Regions from separate parts of the Mus musculus genome. Here region 1 is linked to region 2. The links are chromatin contacts, called in public promoter capture Hi-C maps. All regions are on one chromosome and are shown on one strand. Each heading gives the region's core, a stretch centred on a gene start, on an enhancer-like site or on the middle of the called end of the contact. The rest is flanking DNA. Distances are from core to core; before and after follow the strand shown. Region 1 holds the start of Ift52 (intraflagellar transport 52). Region 2 overlaps L3mbtl1 (L3MBTL1 histone methyl-lysine binding protein).

Region 1 (6,146 bases), core at 2,716-5,215, 44 kb after region 2:
AAGGTAAAGCCCACAGTTGGCTCATCTATTGCTACGGTCTTCAGCCAAAGCTGAGTCATCTCACTGGAAGGGGTGGCTTACCTTATGACTACCAGGAGGCAGAAACAGAAGTCCGAGCTGGGAATAAGATACCTTCAAATAAGATATCCCAAGTGGCCTACTCCCTTCCAGCCTGGGGTGGGGGAGGCCCCACCTCCGATTTATCACCTCTCCATGCTATAAAATTACACATCTATGAACGGACTATATTGCTGAGGAAGCCTGAGCCCCTCCCTCATTGGATAGTGATCCAATCATTTACTGAAGGCTCCATCAGCTGGACACAGGAACCTTCAGAAAAGAGACTAGAACCGTGGTAGCTTTGGATGTTGAGTTATGAGATCACAGAGTGGTTACTGGCCACTTTTGTGTGCTAAGCAAGAGAAAAGGAGGAACGGGACAGAGGTGGGCTGCCCAGAAACCGTCTGGTGGCTTCCTTTAGTGTGTCGTAAATCTCCACCTCTCCTGGAATGCAGCCTGGGCACAAGCTACCTCTCGTAGTAAAAGGGTTCAAATGCTGAGAGAAAGGGGAGGATGTAGGTGACCAGCACTCTGGGAGAGAGCCTCTTGGTATCTGAATTTATATTTCAGTGTATACATTGATGAAATGTAATAAGCCTGTCATGTGTTGTCTTTGGTTTGAGGTTGCTCTATGTGGACGGTGTCTTTGTTTCAGGTAATATTAAATGCACTGGATATTATTTGTTACTGGGTATGGTTGCCTCAACACCTTTCAATATTCAAGGAATTCTCTACTTTTGAGCCTCTGTTGGAGCAGAGTGGGGCGGGGGAGATGACTTCCATTTAGAATTGCAGGAAATGATAGATTCTGACTTCTTCATCCTTCTCTTAGCTTAAGTGAGACATTTGGTCCAGAGATGCATCTGTGCCATATCTGGGCCCAAGAATGGGTCTGTGAACTCCGAGTTCCTCCTGGAGAAGGGTCAACGGTGCAGACTGTAGCAGCCAGTCCCTAGAAGCCTCGAGCTTTCCTTTGAAGATTGCAGTCTTTTAACACACTCCCTTTTTACATAGCTGTCCAAAGTCAGCCTCAGAGCATGTCTCCTGGGCGAGTCGTAGAGCTGATGTTCCTGTCGGTTAGGGGTCTTCTTCCAATGACCCTAAGGGAATGATCACTTCCCCTTTTGTCAACGGAAGAGACAGGGTCAGAGAAACTTTGAGGCTTGAAGGCCACACCACTAACGGGCTGGAATGGTAATCTATATTTGACCTAGGACTCTACCTTGTAACCTTTGGACAGGTCTACTCCTCCCTTAGGCTCTTAGGGCCAAGAATTCTCCTCAAAGATGGGAATAGTGCACATGCCCTGAAAACCAGGGAGGCCGAAGATGTGTGGCTCTGGGAGTTCCAGGGCAGCCTGGTCTACAAAGTGAGTTCCAGGCAGTCAGGGAGATACAATGTGACCATATCTCAAAAATAAAAGTCTCTTAGAATAAAGCAAGAATTGTCTAGAATGAACCAGAAAGTGATCTAGAAGGGTCTTGACGAGACCTTCCCTCCTGATCTGGACCTGGTTATCAAGTTCATGTGCTTTACCGTAAGGACAGAGCTGATCTTGGAGGCCAGTATTCTGGCTAGCTATTAGGCTGTAGGTGTTCAGAATTCATCATTTCAGAAGGTAATGCTGACTAGCCAGACGTGGGCATGTGATGCATGTTCAAGACACTGCCCATGCGCTGTAGATTATTCTGTTTTACTTTAGTTTCTTTCCCACAAACTCCTGGCACACACTTCAGGGTAGCCTCATTAGCTGGCTGGTTTGGGGACAATGGGAGGACTTTTCTTTGAATCAGTGTATGCTGGTGATTTTTACTGACTTTCCCTCTATATTTGGTCCCACTCCTTTCCTCTCAGTTTTGTCCCCTTTGTCCCTTGCCCTAGGAATGAAGAGGGGAGGCAGGGCTCAGGGCTGGGACACATTAAAAACCAAAGAGAACACCTGCAACACTGTTCTATTGGAGATCAAAGCTCAGTCAAGAATTACTATTAAGCTTTGATACGGAAAGAAACTGGTTCTTATCTTTCCTAGTGTGGGTTAACTGCTAGAGGTGAGACACAAGGAGAGGACAAATCTTCCCTCTTACAGGAGGGTGACTGTCCGAAACCTGAACATGCTGCCAGAAGTCCACAATCAGCTGTTCTAAGATTGTAAAGTCACAGAATGCTTCACCAAGATAGAAAATGAACAAGTATACTATGAAACTGACATATATATATATATATATATATATACATATATATATATATATATATATGAATATCCCATTTCAAAATTTGTATTGATGGGGGCTGAAGAGATGGCTCAGAGGTTAAGAGCACTGGCTGCTCTTCCAGAGATCCTGCGTTCAATTCCCAGTAACCACATGGTAGGTCATAACAATATATAATGAGGTCTGGTACCCTCTTCTGGTGTGCAGTCATACATGTAGGCAGAACACTGTATACATAGTGTTCTAAAATATATCCTTTTGAAATTCGTATTTGGCCAGGCGATGGTGGCGCACACCTCCCAGCACTTGGGAGGCAGAGGTAGGCAGATTTCTGAGTCTGAGGCCAGCGTGGTCTACAAAGTGAGTTCCAGGACAGCCAGGGCTACACAGAGAAACCCTGTCTTGAAAAAAAACAAACAGAGCAAGAGAGAGAGAGAGAGAGAGAGAGAGAGAGAGAGAGAGAGAGAGAGATTGAGATTCATATTTGTATGTGTGTGTGTGCGCGCGCGCATAAACATGCCACAGAATACTTGTAGAGGTCAAGAGGACAATTTACAGAAATCGGTTCTCTACTTCGATTATGTGGGACTCGGGGATTTAACTCAGGATGTCAGGCTCAGCCTTTTTACCTGCTGAGCCATCTCAATTCAATCCATAATCCTCATAATAAACCTTTAGAATCTATCCTCAATTTACACGTAGAAAATGCTCCAATTAAGCAGCATGTTCAAGTTCACCAGATACAAGTCATTTCTCAGACACCGGACTTCGGAGCAGCTGACTCTAAAACCCTCAAGCTCCTTCTGCAACTTGGTACAGTGAGAGAACTGCTCCAGGAGCTGCTCCCGGTCTGGTGTCCTGGCACTTCTAGTACACTTACAGTACCGAATGATCCCGTGACTTGCCCAAGTCCAGATCCTGATCATTTGCATCCTTAATTGCACACTTGATCATTTGCATCCTTAATTGCACACTCTATTCAATTCTGCAGCACTCCACTAGAAAAGTTTCCTGGCTGAGACTTAACTCAATGGTACAGCTCACGATGTGGAAGGCTCTGGATTTGATCTTCAGTGGGAGAGAAGAGATCGTTCTCTTTCACACTCTTTCCCACTTTCTAAAATCGTCATAACCACAGTCGTGAAAAGTGCCTTAAAACTTGTGTATTTTAATATCCTTAACGCATACTGCTCTGTATTAAGACATAGATGAAAATAAAAACTGCTGAGCTTCCTACATGTGCCTGCTCCAAGTTTTGAGGCTGCAGAGGCTTTGACTACAAAGCCACAGACAGCCCTCTCTCAGTGAAGCCTCTGCGGAAGCAAGCGTGTTTCCCGTTTCCATGGCAACCGTTGGCCCAAGCCAGTACCTCTTCCCGAAACGCTTCCCCAGCTCCACAATAGTACTACATCTCCGGCGCGTCACCACTCCCTACCCCAGCTTCTACTTCTAAATTTTGGTAAGACCTGGCATTTTAGGTCTCCTGATCGCTACCCGGCAAGAGCCTGCCCGGAACCTGCGTCCAGGCCAGGCCGGGGCGTGGCTTGCCGCAGCAGTCCCCGCCCATAGGCAGGCCGGAATTCCCGGCCTGGGGACCTACCATCTTATTGGTCTTTAATAGCAGTTGCTAGCAAATGAACAATATAGGTTCCCTATTAAAAAGTGACTCCTTCAGTTTGGATACAGTCTTTACCGGGAAACGGGCCAGCCCAGCGCTAGCCCCGAACCCCTACCCAACAGCCCCCAGCGTCCGCAGCCACCAGACACAGCACGTCTGTCGCGCTGTCGTCATCACGCCACGACGGAAGTCACTCGGGGCCCGGAGCCACGCCTTCTCGGCGCGCGGCCTTGGATACCTGGCGGCCTCTGGCCTCAGGTAAGGAGAGGTCGGGTTGTGCGGGCCGCCAGGTCGTTGGTCTGGCTGGAGACGATGACGGCCTCGCCATGCCGCTCTGGAGACCCCTAGGCCAGCCTTGTGGGAATCCCGAGGTCGGCAGAGGTAAACTGAGGACGCGGAAGTGGGCTGGGAACTGGTCCTGGCGATGATGTAGAATTTCTAGCTCCTCGGACTGCGCGGATTTGTCGTAGTCCTGTAGAATATGAAAAAACCTAGGATGGGGAGCCATCAAATCAGACTCAGCTATCGTTGCAACCACGCTTGGTGTTTTTCGTCACTTTGGCAAAATTTAGTATACCATGTTAGATTATTGAAGAAAAAATAAGAGAATGGTTGGGCAGTGCTACCCAAATATTGTTTCAATATTCTTATTATTACCGATTTTTAAACCTTATCCTATTCTTAGGGAAACTCATTTCTAATTCTAATAGGACAGGACCCCAGATCTACTGCTCCTTCAGAAGGAGGTGGTGGGGTTAAACTACAGTAAACTGTTACCTCGAAGTGTATTCTTCCGTTAAGAGCAATTCAGTACTCAGAGAAGGGTATTCACTTTTCCCAGAAATCTGCTCCCACCCCAAATACGTCTCAAAAGCAGAAAAATATAAATCTCAGTACTGTGATGTTTGGGTTCTTTGTGGCACCGTGTAGTAATAGGTCAATATCACTAACATGATCGTTGTGACGTTCTAATCAGGAAACTGGAGAAGGCAGAGTACAGCATTGTAGGTACACAAAATGAAAACAAGCATGTTCAAGTACAGCTCTGTTAGCCGGCTGTGATGGCACACACCTTTAACCCCAGCTTGGTCTACAGAGAGAGTGACAGTGCTACACAGGAGGAACACTGTCTCGAAAAACCATAAATAAATAAACAAAGAAAGAAAGAAAACCGGCTGGTGAGATGGCTCAGTGGGTAAGAGCACCTGACTGCTCTTCCGAAGGTCCAGAGTTCAAATCCCAGCAACCACATGGTGGCTCACAACCATCCGTAACAAGATCTGACTCCCTCTTCTGGTGTGTCTGAAGACAGCTACAGTGTATTTACATATAATAAATAAATAAATCTTTAAAAAAAAAAAAGAAAGAAAACAAGCAAAAAAATAGCCGTGTCATGTGAAGTCAACATGACAAAATGTTTTCAATTTCATTGAAGGGGTTAAGGCTGCAGCTTAGTTAATAGACTGCCTGCATGAGACCCTGGGTGTCTGCCTGGTCCTCAGAACAGGGAAAAAAAAAAAAAAGTCATTTGAGAGGCAGCGGCATGGCGGCAATGTGCCTGTAATCCCAGCACCCAGGAAACTAAGGCAAGACATTAAAGAGTTCAAGGCCGTCCTCCACTGCACAGTGCATTAGAGGCGAACCTAGATTATAGGAGATTGTCTCAGAAGAAACAGTATATTGAAGGTCTCTCCTATCAGCTCTTAAAACATGGATTGGAATTGTGCAGTCGCCTAGTAATTTAGGTAAAAAACAATGGTACCCAATATGAGCATCAGAGTAGTTTCAAATGGACCAAAAATAGTTTATATATATATATATATTTCTTTTTTATTTACATTTGTTTGTTGTGTGTATGTGGTACTGAGTGCTCATGGAAGAGAAAGGACGTCATCCTATGGGTGTTTCAGGCTTGGGGGCAAAGTGTCTGCAACTACTGAGCCATCTCTTCAATCTACAAGTGGACGTAAATTTCAGTGTTAAAAAATTATATCATAGGGCTGAAGAAATGGCTCAGTAGTTATAAAAACACTGGCTGTTCTTCCAGAGGACCCAGCTTCAAATCCCAGTACCCAGTACACATGGCAGTTTACAACTTCTGTAACTGCAGGGATTGGACACCTTTATACACATAGACATACACTTTGGCAAAACACCAATGCACATAAAAAGAAAATACATAGCACGTTTGCCTGCACAAGACCTACAACAGATTGGGCCTGTCAACATTGTCTCGTGGAGGGGACAGGTCAGGAGGC
Region 2 (5,774 bases), core at 1,681-4,180:
GCCACTCCCAACCTCATGTTCACCCCTCCCAGCCCCTTGAGCTGCCCAGCAAAGCTGACCCAAACAGGCCCCTTGTAGATAGAGAGGGTGCTTCCTGTCTGCCATGCTTTAAGGAACAAGGGACCTTCCTTCATGTGCCTTAAGACATGATGATCCCCTGAGGCTGATAAGAAAGAACCTGCTGGCACAGTTTAAGGGCCCCAAGATCACAGTCTCAACCCCTCCCCTAGCTCTCATCCCCTGCTCAATATATCTCCCTTGATTTCCAAGGTCTTTGGCTTCGTTCAGACCTTGACGGGCTCTGAGGACCAAGCGCGCCTCTTCAAAGACGAGGTAAGGTACAAGTGCAGAGAGACAGAGATGAAGTCACTGCCACTGAGCCAGCAAGACACCGTTCCCCTCCCCAGCATTCCCTGAGCCTGAGGGGCCTCTGACCAACCATAGTCACTCATATCTGTGGGAGAAATCTTGTAGGGACTGTGGCCCAGCGTGGGGATACTGTGCTCAGATTCCCCTTGGGAAAGAATCTGTTTTCTCTTCTGCTCTCTGCCCGGGACTGTTTGAATTGAAACATTTTACAGATTGGAGTGCTGGGGAGAGAACACAGCTTCGAGCAGGCTGAGCAGCTACTCTGTTCCTGAGCCACATCCCTACATACCACTGAGCCCAAAGCAGATAACAGGTGGCATAGGTGTAGGTGTTTGCTGGAGATAGTCTAACACGGTACAACACCCTTAGGTATTGCTTAGGAAAGATGCGATGCCGTGAGTTACAGGGAAGAGAGTGCCAGGTTTGAAGGCAGTCTAGGCTGGAATCCTAGCTCTCCCAGTTTGAGCATCTTGTCTCCGAACACACTTCTTCCTGGTTTTATGACGGAGGTAGAGAGAGTGCACTGTGGGCTGCCTTGTGAGTCATTGTGAACTTTGGAAAGAAGGAGTAAGTTTTCACTGCAGTAGATCTAGCAGGATCCTATCCCGAGTATGTGTGTACATCCATCTGGCAGGATTGCAGAGTCAAATAGAAATCCCACCACTATACCAAAAGCCCAGTATGGGGGAGACCTCTATAAGTGGTAGTCTGACTTTTTGTGCACAGTTGTCCTTAAATAAAGAACTTTATTTGCGACTCTTTTAATTTGTAGAGTTTGAAACTGGAAGGAGCCCTTGAGTGTGTTTAAGGCTTCCTTACAAAACAACAGAGGCATTCCCTTGCAGCAGCACAGTGTGGTCTCTGGTCTTGCCCCTGTATTGCCCATCTTATCTATGCTCTCTGCGTGTCAGTCCAGACAGACTCCTACTTCTAGAACATTCTGACCAACACAGAGTAAACGCATTAAGCTCTTTCTCCCTGGAATGGCTTTTTTTTTTCTCTCATTTGCTTAGGGGTTTGGTTTGGTTTGGTTTGGTTTGGTTTGGTTTGGTTTGATTTTGGTACTTGGAGTTAAGCCCCCAGCTTCTTGCATGCTAAAACAGTCCTTTATCACTGCTCAGTAGCGATGTCCACCACCCACCCACTCCAGATGACCGAGGTGAATAGCCAATGCCACCATTTTATGAAACACGTGGACTTGAGTCCACTTCCATCAAGACAGAATATCCCCATCATACCAGAAAGTTCTGCCTCAGCCTCTTCTGGTCGGGCCTCACCCCAAAACATAACCACTGTAGATCGTCATATTTTTTTTAGCACTGTGGATTTATAGATTGGCTTTGCCTGTTCTTGAACTGTGTGCGCGGGATCAGACAGCGGTGCTCTGTGGGTCTCTCTTCGTTCCCTGTAGTGCTGTGACGTGCTGCATACACTCAGAGTTTTTCTCCACTTGATGCTCAGGGGGCAGCTCTCCTGTCCATGGACATTTAAAGGTTTCCCTCTCAGTCCCATGCCTCACAAACCCCTTGCCCTGCCTTCTCCCCCCTTCTCCCTCCCCATAGCTGGCTTTGGGGACTGGAATACACACTTCTCAGCCTTTCACACACTGGCTCCATCTGTCTGGGGATGAGGCAGCTGGAAGTAAATTGCAGACCTCACGGTCTTTCACCTCTGACCACTGTGACTCGTGACTTTTTAAAACAACGCTGTTATTGCGAAAGCAAGCAATCAGTACTAGCTTCTCTGACCTACCGACCAAGCCCTGCCCTTCCCCACATTTCTTGTCACCTCAGAACGTTTTTTAAAAAATCGTTCTTGAGCCAAATAAGGCCCATATAAATTATTTCAGGTGTTTTGTAGCCCTTCAATATCTCCTGTTCTAGGAGAGTATTCTCTTTTTTTTATTAGGTATTTTCCTCGTTTACATTTTCAATGCTATGAGAGTATTCTCTTATCTTGTCTCTCACTCTCTTTTTTTTTCCTTGTGATATATATTTTTTTAAAAAGTCTCGGAGTCAGGACCAGCAAGTTGGCTAATAAGCTGGTAAAGGTGCCTGACACCAAGCTTGAAGACCTGAGTTTGATCCCTAAAACTCCCATGATGGAAGGAGAGCGCTGACTCCTGGAAATTGCCCTCTGGCCTCCACACACGTGTAGTAATGTGCACACATTCAACACCAACACTCACATCCGTACATACACAAAGTAAATAACTTTAATAGAAGAAGGCTTACAACTAAAAATCAGATCCAAAAGCTTGTTTACATTGGAGTGTTCTCCATCTCTCTGATTTGGGGGGCAGGAATAGGTCAGAGGTTACAGTGAACCCCATGCGATAGCCCTCAAAATCCCCAGCTTGCTGTTAGTCGCCCTGAGCTTGACAGGTGGGTCCCCACAGGCAGCTGTGGGGTTTCTGTTGTCTTTGTTTTTGTTTGTCTTTGCTCTCTTTTGGCTTCGGGCGGTTCACAAATGCTAGATCCCACGCGTAGATATGGAAGCTGTTGCCCCGGTTACAAAGTGAGTCCAGGCAGTGTTTTTAAAGCTGATGACTAATGAGTGAAGCCGCTCAGACCAGGAGCCAGGATTGCTCCTGAGACGGGCGAGCGTGCAGTCTGTGCAACAATATCCTGGGGCCCTGTGCTTAGAAGGACCTGGCAGCTGGCTTGGTGCTCTGCTGCCACTATTTTGAAATTCTTGCAAACTTTCAAACAAGAAGCTCCGAGTTGTCGTTTGGTAGCAAGCCCCACAACTGTGTCAGCAGCAACTGTTTTCTCGAAGCTACTGTCTGTAAGGGCTCCAAAGACGCTTTTCCAGTGTACATGTCTGACACAGAGCAGTCAGCAGAAAGACAAAGAAAAGCTGAATGTGTGTGGTGCGGGGGACCAGGCTTCTTGCGTTCCTTCTCCGCCCCCATTGTTGTCTTCCTTCTCTCCTTTTTCCCTCCCTTGTCTTTTCTTTTTGCCCTCCCTCCCTTCCCTACCCACCACATGCCCTTTCTCCCCTCCCCCTACTTCCCACCATATCTGCCCCTACCTTCCTTTCACCTCACCCCCACCACCACACCTGACCTCCCCCCCCCATACCTTCCCCCCCCATCTCCTTCTCACTCTCCCACCCCCTCAGATGATTGACGGCGAGGCCTTCCTTTTGCTGACACAGGCGGACATTGTGAAGATCATGAGTGTCAAGCTAGGCCCAGCCTTGAAGATCTATAACGCCATTCTCATGTTCAAAAACACTGACGATGCCTTTAAGTGACTGGTTGGGGGCGGGGAAGTGGGGGCTCCTCCCATCCTCGCGGGGCTCCCTCTGCAAATGGTGCTTCTCTCCCAACTTGAGTTCTGCACCCCTGCCCTCACTGTCTGACTAGATGTGCGGGAGCAGAGGAGCCTGGGGAAGCAGGTCTCAGCCCTCGGTCCTAGAGTTCAGTTGCCCCGGGGAAGGTGTGACTAAACCGAGACCTGACTGATATAAGGGCCGCAGGTATCCTGGCTGGGGTAGCCTACAGCTTTAGCCACCTTGGTTATTGTCTTAGGAATTAGGAGGAGCTAGGTAGGGTAGGCATCCTCTATTCAGACCTATGTCGCTTTTTGGCATCTCTATGTCCTTTCTCCTCCTTGGCCCATCTCCTCCTACGAAGAACTGGCCATGACCTTGGTGTGCACATTTTACACATGATAGGCGCCTCCCTCCCTGTCCGCTGTTGGCTGTATACCCTTGCTCCCCGTTCATGGTCCAGCCAGGCCCCATGGCTCTCTTCCCCCATAGATGCTTAAGACTCAGAAATATGGGAGCATCTTACTAGGAGCCTCTGGCTGTCTTCTCCCTTTTGCCTCTAGGCAGAGATTGAGAGCCCAGGCACCACCTTCCTGAACACGTTCAGTTCAAGATCACTCGGCGTTGAAGTGGGCAGTACGGAGTGAGCAGATGGTTAGAGCCCATGTCCTAACAAGCAGGGCCTAAGTTCCCTGCTGCTGTCTCTATTGGGTGTGGGGGGAGATGAAGTCTGCCCTGGCAAGCGGTCCTGACTAGGACGTCAGACACACTGGAGGCTTTGACTAGCTCCAGAAAGCGTGATGGCTGTATCATTTTCTCTGACTGTGGCTCTCAGCCAAGATAGTGCACATGAGGGAGAGGCCCCTGCCAGCCCAGCCTCCTGCCAGGAGGGTGTAGCACTGGCTAGCACACAACCACTATGGCATCACATTCACTCTGTCCCTTAAACATTTCTCATTCTGCTCTCGAGTCTAAGGAAAGCCGCTTATGGTGGAGTTGGAAAGGTCCCCTCTCCTGTCTCTGACCTCCCTGGCCCTTCTTGCCAGTCTCCAACAGTCTCTCACTGCCAGCTAGGTTCCTGCTGGGGCTCTGGAACTCGAACCTTTCTGTCCAAGTGGAGGTTCGGCCTCCACTCAATTACTGCCAAACCCACCTCCCAGCCTAAGTGGGGAGGGAACCCAGGAGGGAGCCGCCCCTCCAATAGGTGGGAGCATGTGCCAGGCTTCAGTTCATCTGGTGCTGAGGTGGACCTACAGGCTGAAGAGCAGGGTTGTCCCCCAGTCCAGTATACTTATAGGTTATGTGGTATGTGTCTTTCCGTGTGTGTGTGTGTGTGTGTGTGTGTGTGTGTGTGTGTGTGTGTGTGTATCTTTCCATGTGTGTGTGTACACACGTGTTGGTCACTCAGCAGTATCTGTCAGGTGCCGGTGTGAGGTGCAGAACTGGGGATATGAAGGGCTACTGTTAAGCTATGAGGCTTTATTATTTCCTCAGAAATGGGAAGCCAAAAAGTCCTGTTGATTTCCTGTTTCTGTGCTTTGGGGACCTCCCCTTCCTAGGCCAGACAGCTTCTGGGGGACAGCCAAGTGTCACCCAGCTAGCCTGGCAGAGGCTCAGGTTCCCTTTCCCTTTCAGCCCTCAGGGGTAACTTTCTGGGAGGACACTGGGCAAGGCCAGCCAAGCAGGGAGGGAGGGCTAGGTTGACCGATATGACATCACTGCCCCATTTGCTGGAAGTAAAGAGGAGCCGAACTCTCCAATTGTGATTGTCTGGGTTGCAGTGGAAAACTGCCACCACCTGGCCTTTAGTCCGCCCTACCACACACTGACTTGTCTGAGACGGCAGCAGATGTTCTGTGTTCTTGACTGGAGCTGTGAACCACACAGCTACCAACGAAAGGGACCTCACAGCTTTTGCCGTGCAGCTTTGCCAGTGATGGTTGCCTGTGGGAGAGACCAGACGGACTAACAGACAGCCTTGGAGAAGACGACTTGCAGCCTCCCAACTCTAGGCTACACACCCCTTCTGCACTAATATCAGAAACCAAATCTTAAAAAGTCAAAAGAAACATGCCTGCCAAGCATCCCCCCCACCTGTCCACCCCACTGGGTCCCCACTGCACCCGAGC

The links. Promoter capture Hi-C pulls out the DNA fragments that hold promoters and counts their contacts.
Region 1: a promoter capture Hi-C map of liver shows a contact between it and region 2. The contact joins the promoter of Ift52 here to the enhancer-like site in region 2. A contact is called at or near these places in 15 of 39 promoter capture datasets (the 3T3-L1 cell line, 3T3-L1-derived adipocytes, the HPC-7 cell line and 10 more), 24 of 484 Hi-C or Micro-C datasets (the AML12 cell line, the AtT-20 cell line, bone marrow-derived macrophages and 16 more), 5 of 115 datasets of contacts at active chromatin or transcription factors (the SCID.adh cell line, embryonic stem cells, stem cell-derived neural progenitor cells and 1 more) and 3 of 9 other capture datasets (adipose tissue, liver and pancreatic islet).

Annotation. Positions count from the first base shown.
Region 1 is chr2:163,013,388-163,019,533 of GRCm38.p6, forward strand. Ift52 (intraflagellar transport 52) reads left to right here and starts at 3,966. Exons shown (of 13, transcript NM_172150.5): 1 at 3,966-4,146. It overlaps Sgk2 (serum/glucocorticoid regulated kinase 2), which reads left to right. Exons shown (of 14, transcript NM_013731.3): 14 at 1-752.
Region 2 is chr2:162,970,896-162,976,669 of GRCm38.p6, forward strand. L3mbtl1 (L3MBTL1 histone methyl-lysine binding protein) reads left to right here. Exons shown (of 23, transcript NM_001081338.2): 22 at 271-333; 23 at 3,493-5,774. The coding sequence ends at 3,627. Among named protein-coding and RNA genes, the nearest start is that of Sgk2, 14 kb to the right of the region's middle. Within about 2 kb of position 2,931, at least 84 of the 459 cell types and tissues checked have an H3K27ac peak or open chromatin away from gene starts, as enhancers often do. A contact at or near this core is called in 3T3-L1-derived adipocytes, the AtT-20 cell line, brown adipocytes and 7 more, where this site is marked.